Linked DNA regions of Bombyx mori: region 2 is linked to region 1. A link is a contact called in public Hi-C data. All regions are on one chromosome and are shown on one strand. Each heading gives the region's core, a stretch centred on a gene start, on an enhancer-like site or on the middle of the called end of the contact. The rest is flanking DNA. Distances are from core to core; before and after follow the strand shown.

What was found. Hi-C and Micro-C count contacts between places; a contact is called where the count stands out from the background.
Region 2: a Hi-C map of middle silk gland shows a contact between it and region 1, with 3 times the contacts expected there. The contact joins two enhancer-like sites. A contact is called at or near these places in 2 of 7 Hi-C or Micro-C datasets (middle silk gland and posterior silk gland).

What each region holds. Positions count from the first base shown.
Region 1 is chr22:2,593,046-2,598,665 of ASM3026992v2, forward strand. No RefSeq gene overlaps it. Among protein-coding and RNA genes, the nearest start is that of LOC110384972, 8.5 kb to the left of the region's middle. Within about 2 kb of position 3,791, at least 2 of the 8 cell types and tissues checked have open chromatin away from gene starts, as enhancers often do.
Region 2 is chr22:3,073,462-3,078,473 of ASM3026992v2, forward strand. It overlaps LOC101743969 (methylcytosine dioxygenase TET), which reads right to left. Exons shown (of 12, transcript XM_038019059.2): 4 at 571-657. Among protein-coding and RNA genes, the nearest start is that of LOC101743969, 73 kb to the right of the region's middle. Within about 2 kb of position 1,425, at least 5 of the 8 cell types and tissues checked have open chromatin away from gene starts, as enhancers often do.

The DNA of each region.
Region 1 (5,620 bases), core at 2,541-5,040:
AAATAATAATGATCTTTAGTACAATAACATAAGTGTGTAATTAAATTTACTGAAAACAATTCAAAAAAATTATAGTGCTGTTCAAACACCTGCAAAATCAGTCTTGTGTAAATACATTTAGAGTTGAGAATCTTAGAGGGATTGTAAAGGAAATTTTTACTGGTGGTAGGACCTCTTGTGAGTCCGCACGGGTAGGTACCACCGCCCCGCCTATTTCTGCCGTGAAGCAGTAATGCGTTTCGGTTTGAAGGGTGGGGCAGCCGTTGTGACTATACTGAGACCTTAGAACTATATCTCAAGGTGTGTGGCGCATTTACGTTATAGATGTCTATGGGCTCCAGTAACCACTTAACACCAGGTGGGCTGTGAGCACGTCCACACATCTCAGCAATAAAAATAAAATCCTGCATTTTGAACGCTAGACTTATATCAGTAGGCTATCTACAGGCTAAATTAATATTTGCATAATGAATAAGGCATCGCGTTACAGTTCATTAAGTGATATTGATGTCCCGTGGTTGAATTAACCTTATTTTAATTAAAAAGTATATTTAAAGAGTTTTCTTTACATTTTCAACAAAAACTTAATAGTTTAAAAATCATAAAATTGTATCATCATTAAAATTAATAGTTTTCAGTTTGAAACCTCACTATATAGTTACATCAACAACTGAATACTCGTTGTATAAATAAAATGAATAGGCGAAGTTTTTTCAAGCTGCAAATCAAATCTGCGGCAAATCTGAGTCAAGATTGAAGGGATCCTGATATAATAAATTAAAACTGGCTACATGTCCCGGTAGGCAGCAGCTTGGCTCTGCGCCTGGCATTGCTGAAGTCCATGGGCGACGGTAACCACTCACCATCAGGTGGGCCTTATGCTCGTCTGCCTACAAGGGCAAAAAAAATCCTATCTTTCAGATCCATTCTCGATTGCGGTCCAAACACCTGTCACAGTTCTTGTCAAACACGTTGAAGGCGACGAAGGTTTTGACGTGGAACGTAACCCACAGACACAATACTGAGCTTCTCACCGGATCTTTCAGTGGTAGATTGAACGACGTACTGTTTTTGCTAGGGCAGATGGTAGTTAAAAAACAAAAAAGTGCCGATCTTAGCAAAGTTTCTCAGCCTGAGCCCCGTGAACTCACATACCTGATGAAACTAGAATAGCCCTGCGAGACTGCTGGTACTTGCCGCTATTACTCATTATTACACCCATAACAGAGCTTACCTTATTGTCTAACTGAATTTACACAAACACTATAACTACTAACCTTACCATTCTATCTTTTAAAATTTCTAAAAAAGACCGAAGGACGTTACCTAAAATTTTACGGCTGAATGTGAAATCGCTTACCTATTAAATTCAAATGTTGCTTCAGCCTTGCCTAGAGGGATCTGAATAAAAGAACAAAACGGCCACAAGGAATAATTTATTATGTAAAGTTTTGTTATTTTATTGTAAATCTTGCACGAATAGCGTTTCGACTACCTGACCTGTAGTAAAATTTGGAGTATGATAACAACATAAAATAATATCAACGTCAAAGTATGTAATTGTAATGAAAAGTATGTTCTGTCTATCATTGTTCCGTAAACTAACGGCCGTCTGGTGTAGTGGTAAGTGACATGGTCACTACACAAGGGGGTCGCGGGTTCGAATCCAGGGTTATGGATGTATATTAAAATATTGTGTATAATAAAAATCTTACATTTATTTTCGTTATCTGGTACCTGTAACACAAGTTCTTTACGAACTTATCATGGGACCAATTAACGTGGCGTGATTGTTAGTAAATATTTATTATTATTATTTATTTATTATTTATTTATAGTTTGTCTGGCGTCAAACAAACATAACTTATTAAAATTCTTCGAAACGAAGTTACCAATTTTATATATTGAGAGTTTGATTGTATTCTACGATGGAAGACGGTTAAAAATCTACTTAATCTACCCCAGGATCGATATACGGCATCTTTACCTTACCAAAACGCCAGTCGTCCTACTTGTATATACGCAAAACATAAAACTCAATGTTAAATAAAAAATAATACAGGCCATTTATGACAAATAATAATATTATGGATTTGTGTTGTGTTGAAGTGAATAAGTAGGTTATTTACAATTCATACCTTTCAGAATTCAATTTTATACAAGTTTCATTTTCGATCGGCCTTGATGTTTTACCTAGATTATATGTATTTTAAATGACTATACGTTACCTACTGAATGCGGTCGAGGACTTTTTGGCGGTAACGCAAAAAGCCGATTTGTGTGAATTGTTTTACTTCGTTTTATTTAGAGTTTGTCCAGGCTTAAAGTGTAATAATGATGGCCTAGTCTGCGTTTACTATTGGTGAAAGTGTACATGTGTGGGAAAGTAAAACAAAGTCGTTAGACGTGGCTCTCGGGTTCATTCAAAAATCCCAATAAAGTCTTCGTGAATTTCCACCATTTTACAATATTTCGTTTAATGTTTAATATTAATCCATTATTAATTAATAATCTCGACTCGCATTTCATTAAACTTCATCGCAATGGATCTCAAATTTCAAATAAATCAACTTTATTTTGTTGCGCTCCAATTTTCATACTTTAAAGTATTCATATAATGACTAAATCGCTACGCTTTAAATCTTTAAAATTACGCAACGGATTTTGATGCGGTTTTTTTAATAGATAGAATGATTGAAGAGGAAGGTTTCACGTCCTTCCCACGTCCTTACGGATCCATCAGATCCAATAAATAACCTTTGCATTAGACGCCTTCAGCTCTAACACTAGGAGCAGGCTTAGGGACCTCGGTAACCGTACTCGTCGAACTCGACAAAGAGTTCGCCGTGCAACCTAACCCATAAATCAGCTCGCTGAGTTTCTCGTCGGATCTTCTCAGCGGGTCGCGATTCCGATCCGGTAGTAGATTCATTCGCGAAACAGCTACTCTTGAGCTGTTAGGTCTCCTTCGGAGGCGCTCGGGTAGCTGTTAGCAAATCCCACCCCTCTTGGCTGAGCCTTTGCTCACCCACCTGTCCTGGTGAAACTGGAAAGGCCTCCGGGCCACCAGTAACCCTTCAATCATAAAAAAAATAAAAATAAAAAAAGGAAGGTTTATATGTATAATAACATCCATTAAATAGTGGAGAACTCAATAATAAATTTGTTTCCGAATCGAAGCGAGGGCGGGTCGCTAGTATTTTTATAAACTCGACATTGGTAACAATGGCGTCGGAAGCAAACAACTTCCATACAGAAAAAGAAAGAAGAAGAAGCGATCAGTGTATTATTTATTAATGTTGGCATTTATAGCTATCACACCTACCTAGAAATTTCGGTTCTTAACACGCTTCTATTAGCTTGGTCTGTTTAATTGTTTAGATGCATACGTATTTTTACGTTAAAATATTTTTTTCTTAAACACTTTAAAAAAAAAATATTTTCTACTTTTTATTTCGATTAGGTACAAAAACGTCCAACAGCGCCATCTCTTAAAAATATTAAACGTTTGCTAAAATTCTGCTATTCAACAACAGATGGCGCTTTAAAATGTTCTTTTATCGATAATAGATGGCAGTAAAATTTACTAAAAGCATATTTCTTGCAGGATTCTCATCCCCATAATTTAAATTAATTATGCAATAGTTTCTTTTATCTTAATTTTATAAGGGTTCTTGTTGCATAGCTCAATGTATATCCTATGCGTAAGTTTTAATATGTACATTAATACAGCTCAATTACATTAAGATTATTAAGTTTTTTTTAACTGTGATCATGGTTAAATGAGATCACGGTCTGCCTTGCTTGCAATGCTTATAGTAAGCACATAGGCGTTACAACGTGAGTCTTTACTCAACTTGAGATATGAAGCCGAAGACTCAACTCAATTGTATAAGTACACTTTGCAATAGAAACAGGCAAGATGGCATTACCTACTCGCGCGGGCTCACTAGTCGTCCTACCACCAGTGTGCTTAGTGTTAACGTCCTCGATAGCGTAAAAGTTAACTCACAGTATGCAGTTGGAACAGCACCCCTAGCGGCTAACGTAGGCAAACGTTCGAACTCCATACAAATTTGAGTTAACTTTTACGCTATCGAGAACGTTAAAAAACTCACACTAAACACACGGTAAACCAGTGACAACCGTACATTTGTACACAGGCGATGTATAATTGTAAACATACATATACCACAAAACAGATATTGAAACCAGTAACCGTACTCGTCGAACTCGAAAACAAAGCGCAACCTAACCCATGCATCAGCTCGCTGAGTTTCTCGCCGGATCTTCTCAGCGGGTCGCGATTCCGATCCGGTAGTAGATTCATTCAAATTCAAATTCAAATTCAAAATCATTTATTTCAACTTGGATGTCATCAAAAACACACTTGTTGAATGTCAAAATGTAAAAGAAAATGTTAACTCTACCATGTTAACTCTACCATTCGCGAAGCAGCTGCTCTTGGGTTGTTAGGTCTCCTTCGGAGGCGCTCGGGCAGCTGTTAGCAAATCCCACCCCTCCTGGCTGAGCCTTGCTCGGCACCTGTCCTGGTGAAACTGGAAAGGCCTCCAGGCCACCAGTAATCATTCAAACATAAATAAAAAAGATATTGAAACCTAAAGCTTACTATGATCGACACTAGAATTTGGCTCTCAACAATGGCAAACTTTAAAAAAAAATTAAGCTTAAACTACCATTATAACGGATGGTATTAAATTATTAGATCTGTGACACAAACAAGAAGCTGCTTCAAAATACAATACAAGTTTGTAGGACATCTGTTTGTGTTCTTAATTGTTTCAATGAATCGTCGGCGTACTGTTTGAATATAAACTACAGGGACGTAATGAAAATAGAACAGTGATTTGTTTACTTTCGTTACATTTGGATGGAAAAAATTCTGTAACTTACTTAAATAAATCGATTAGCTAGGTTGTTTTTTTATTGTCAACTAGCTGACCCAGTAGACTTCGTAATGCCTCAATCGAACAAAAACCTAAAAGACCTAAACTTTTGTATAAAATAAATTTAAAACAAACAAAAGAAATCCGTCGGACGGGGGACACATCAAAGGAAAAACAAAATTGTTATTTTTATTTAATTCTGAGCATTTTCATATTTATTTACCTTTTAAGCCTTCTTTGGACTTCCACAAATAATTCAAGACAAAAATTAGCTGAATCGGTCCAGCCGTTTTAGCGAGTTTTAGCGAGACTAACAAACAACAATTCATTTTTATATATATAGATTCCAACGAACTAAACATAATTGACGACAAATTTCCCCGTCGAACTCTTCATCGCAATCTAACCCATAGATAAAGCCCGCTGAGTTTCTCGCCGGATCTTCTCAACGGGTCGCAATTCCGATCCGGTGACAGACTCTACGAAGTACTGCTCTTACTAGGGCTAGTGTTCGCAAATTTTCTCAGGTTGAGCTCGTGAGCTCACCTACCCGTTCAGGCATAGCTGGCATAGCCTCTTAAGCTATCAGCGTAGGGTAGGGGAAAAAAACTACTCATCTAGTAAAATAAAAAACAAATTATCTGTCGGCTGCAAAAAGTCATCGGCTGATATACTGATAAACCAGTAAAGATCAGGGCGTTGCTGAAATAGCC
Region 2 (5,012 bases), core at 175-2,674, 480 kb after region 1:
TTTTTATCAGATAATATCTGTTAGCTGGATGTCTTAAATCGGACCGAATCAATGAACAATTTTGGTAAACATTCACTATGATTGGTTCATAGTTGGTGTTTAAATGGTCCATGCCAGCGAAAATGCTCTTAACTTCTTTTAGTCTATCTCGCTTACATCTACGCGATTAAATGTGTATTCACGACTATTTAATTTTAATTATGAAATTCATGCATTTCCATTCTAGTTATGTCATGGGCGATTGGTTTAGTCTGTAATTGTTCTGCCAACTTGAGAACAATAAAAGGGAACGTGAGGCTAATATGAGATACGAGCAGGAATAAATTTTTAAAAATAAATAAACATATACGAATTATAATAAATTGATCAACAAATATCTGAGAGTACAATATTCCATGATAAAATAACTGCATTCTCTGAAAGTGAAGATTAATGGTAGTAATAAAGTTTAATAAATGTTATTTGTTAAAGATGTGTAGCTAGTTACTAGATTAGTCACCACTAAGGATTCACATGACATAAAGAAATAAAAAAGAAATGAAAAATAAGGAAATGGGTTTATGTACTTACTGGAGTGGCCGTTGCGCGCCCTCTACCGCGACCTCGACGAGACTCGCTCTTCACGGTCTGCAATGTTCCGTCCGGCGCCAAAATAAGCTATAACAACACAGACACACCACAGACTTAACATAAAGCAAAAATAAAGTAAGTAAAAAAACAAAGGAGAACGTTAACACAAAAAGGAAAAATGAATAGACAAACATGCAATGGATGGGTTAAGTGGCGACTTATTAGCGGTATTAGTGGTCGAAGTATTGTTTTTAGTATGACGATGAAAGTTAAATAGTTAAAATATTAATAAATTCTGTTAAATTTGTTTCTATTTGAAATACTATGTATATTAAGTAATTTGAAATGTTTTTTTGTTAAACCGCCATCTGTGAACTCAAAACTAAACTAATATGAAATGGCTAGGATTCACGAAGTTCTTCTACTTGACAGCAGATGTCGCGCCGAGCAAAAGTTCCTCGTGTGTTACAGAGATGGCGCAGTGACGACGATTTATTTTTTAAGCATCTAATTCAAAAATATTCTAATTTTGATTTTGGTTTCTAAGCCGTGTTTTATCAATTTTACTAAATACTCACAAATTACAGCTATTTTCGTGGACATTTTTCATTTTAGTGTATTATGATTGTTTAACGTTTGGAAGCCATCGTTGAAAATCGAGCCTTGGAAATTAAAATGGCGAATTCTGTACAAAACAAATTACTTTCAAGTTTTAGAACAACAGCTGTCACTGATTGGTAGAATTTTTTTCATACGTAATAATTAAAACAGCGAGCTGTTGTATGATGTACCAACGAATAAATAAACAGTTTCTGTTACTAAGCACATGGCGGCGACTCGCACCTGGCGTTTTAGTTCGTTACTCCTGTTTTTGTGTTATTAGAATGCGAACAGCATTTGTTATAGCTCGGTCTCTTTCTGACCTAAGGCCGTCTCGCTTACTCGTCGTCTATTCACATTCAAATTTTTAAGGATTTCTAATTATCCTGAACAGGTTAAAGGATCATTTTGATTAAGTATTATGAATAAATAGTGTGAGAAACATCTGCTTCTAACTGGTTTCAGTTAGTATACATTAAAACGATTACTATTCATCAATTTGTTGAAGTTTAAAAATAAAACTCACATTTACAAACGACTGGAATTATTGTTGTACACGTATTAAAATAATTACAGACGCGTAACTGTTCTTTTATAATTTAAATAAGTAGTTCAACTTCGAATTATGTTATACTGATGTAAAGATAAGACACGTGGAACATTTCCTTATTTCAAAATTCAAAGTAGAATTAGGTCATAACGGCTTTTTAAATTAAAATAGTTATTATTCATTATAACAGCTATGCGATAGTACTATGTGTACTTACTACGCGTATTAATCGTCATTGGACATCACTCTAATGTTATTTTAGACGGTATTTGTAAAATTTATGTCATAAGAAGACCTTATCGTGGATAGGTAAATATCAATTTTATTTAACATCGTTGTCAACATTAAATTGATATAGAATATAAGTATAAATTTAAAATAATACAACATAAAACTAAAACTAAATGTATTTAAGACAACGTTATGACATGGCACGCCTTTTCACTCGTGTTAAATTTGTAAATCCGAAATAATGAAATATGTATTTTCTACGTATTTATACGTATTTATTACGTAAAGAGTTGCGTTCAAAAGCTGTAAGTTTTGTGGGTACGTAAACTCACAAATCCGCGAACACTGACGTATTTATTAAAGCATATTCATTCTGTGTTGTCCGAGCTATGTACTATAATAAAACGTATCCAGGTTATAAACGTTCTATGCGCGAAACTCAATCTAAATCGGTTTTGGCGTTTTTGCATCATCAATTAACAAAAACAAGTCGTCGCGTAGCCTAAAGGATAAGACGTCCGGTGCATTCGTATCTAGCAATGCACCAGTGTTCGAATCCCGCAGGCGGGTACCAATTTTTCTAATGAAATACGTACTTAACAAATGTTCTCGATTGACTTCCACGGTGAAGGAATAACATCGTATAATAAAAATCCAACCCGCAATATTATAATTTACGTAATTACTGGTGATAGGACCTCTTGTGAGTCCGCACGGGTAGGTACTCCCACCCTGCTTATTTCTGCCGTGAAGCAATAATACGTTTCGGTTTGAAGGGTGGGGCAGCCGTTGTAACTATACTGAGACCTTAGAACTTATATCTCAAGGTGGGTGGTGCATTACGTCATAGATGCCTAAGGGCTCCAGTAACTACTTAACACCAGATGTGCTGTGAGCTCGTCCAACCATCTAAGCAATAATAATAAAAACAATAATTATATTAGTATAGATACAATGTCATTTTTGACCTATTTTACTGCTCTATAATTATATTATTAGTATCCTCAAAACAGCGTGGTTTAAATTTTGTAGTGATTCTACTCGAGCGTGCGTATTGTAGCGCGTGGGCGACAATGAGCGTGGGCTGACTTAGGGTAGGTCGGGTTTGTCACGCAATTCCCTGATTATTTCATTGATACCTGCTCTTACCACTTCATTGTTAAACAAATTTAGCTAAGAGACGCGCTGTGGATGTTATTTGGCGGGATGACGCTCACGAGTCAAACAAATGTACTACTACTTATTTATTTATTTATTTACTTAATAGAATCGTGATTTGTTTTTATCGTGAATTGTTTGTTGTTCGGTTTGATTGAAACAAAATACTTCATACATATTTTTCTCCTCACGAAAGTACAGGAGTCGAGTCAATTAATACTTCTACAACGCCAAACGCTATGACGGGCGGATGTTTAGCTTGAAAAGCATGATGGATGAAAATGGCAGTTATTTAAAATTGGTTAGCGGCAGGTGCCGCCCGCGTTGCACAGATAATAAAAGCCGCAAGATAATCTCGAACGTTAATCTGTACAGTAAAATAACGAGGTTAATTGGAATGTACGTTGTTTCGGGCCGCAAAAACGAACATTTGTAAATGATCAGACAATGGATTAAGTTTATTGCTACTCGACAACAGATGGCGCAAAGCTGTTATTCAAAAAAAGAAATCCTTTGTAATGTAAATGATTCGACTTGTTATCTAACGTTGTAAGTGAAATTGCATGTTTAATTTAAACTAGAGTGGCATAATGGTTTTTTTTTTAATTTGCTAAATCACTTAAGTCGGTGGTATGGGCGATTCTGTAATTATACACAACATTACCCTCAGAAATATGTGCCCTGCAAACAAATCCAACCCTTTTAAATATCTCCATACACTTGTTACTTTTTATTCACTATTTAGATCTCTAGGCAACTTTCCAGAGACATTGCTATAAAATCACCAGTGACCCGCTTCGGTTTCACTGGCTTTATTTAATAAAAACAAAACTATCGAACTTAGACAAAACGAACTGAGCGTAATCAACTGAACCAAATTAAAAAGATTTGATCACGTGTAAAATTAGTTCGTGACCAAGATAATTTATTGGCAAAGTTGCGTCGTTGCCTCGACGGAGACGCCTCGTCCTGTACGTATTGCTGTTTTTGTAATAACACCGGTTTGTCTCTCGAGTGAGTTTTGCACGACTATTGTTTAGAAGTCGAAGCTATAGCTGCTTCAACTTTTCTACTAAATTATTCAAAACTACAGTGACGAACTTATCTATATTCTATACTAATATTAAAAAGCGGAAAGATTTGTTTGTTTGTTTATATTGAATAGGCTCCGAAACTATTGAATCGATTTGAAAAATTCTTTCACTGTTTGGAAGCTACACTGCTCCCGAGTGACATAGGCTATAAAGCTTTTTTGAAAAAAAAAAAAAAAATGGGATCTTAACTAAAACTTCAATAATGTAACTCAAGGTGTAAAAAAAAAACCTAAAATATTCTTTACATCGCGTGCCCTGCGAAAACTATTGATGACAGAATAAAATAATGTGCTACAACTTTGTAGAACGCATTATTGTTTACAAAAAGTGTCCCGACAGCATATATCTAACTATTATAGTTACGCCGCAATAAGTGTTCTTTTATTTTAAAAAATAAAACGTCAAATATCGTTGAAATGTTTGTTAAGGACCCGAGCGGAGCCGGAGCGGGCCGCTAGTAGTTTATATAAGCACAATAATTGGATATTAAAATTAACGTTTGAAGCGGTTTCCTCGTGAATCGGTCATGTTTTTCCTAGACGTAACTGAGAATTACAGTTTTATAGCGATCGATTTTTCTCAAGGTTACAGGTGTTCAGTTCGGCACGTGGGGGTCGCAAGGGGAGACCGTCTGATAGGGTGCAATAGGCCGGAACCAATCATATTATTTGAATATTGGATGTTCGCATCACTTGAGGGCAAATATGTAGTAAATAATATGTGGGGGCCTATGGAGTTGATCTTCAAGATGTTTTGAATATTGATTTTTTTTTGGAAATTGTTAGCGATTTGTCGTTCTCAGCTCTGTT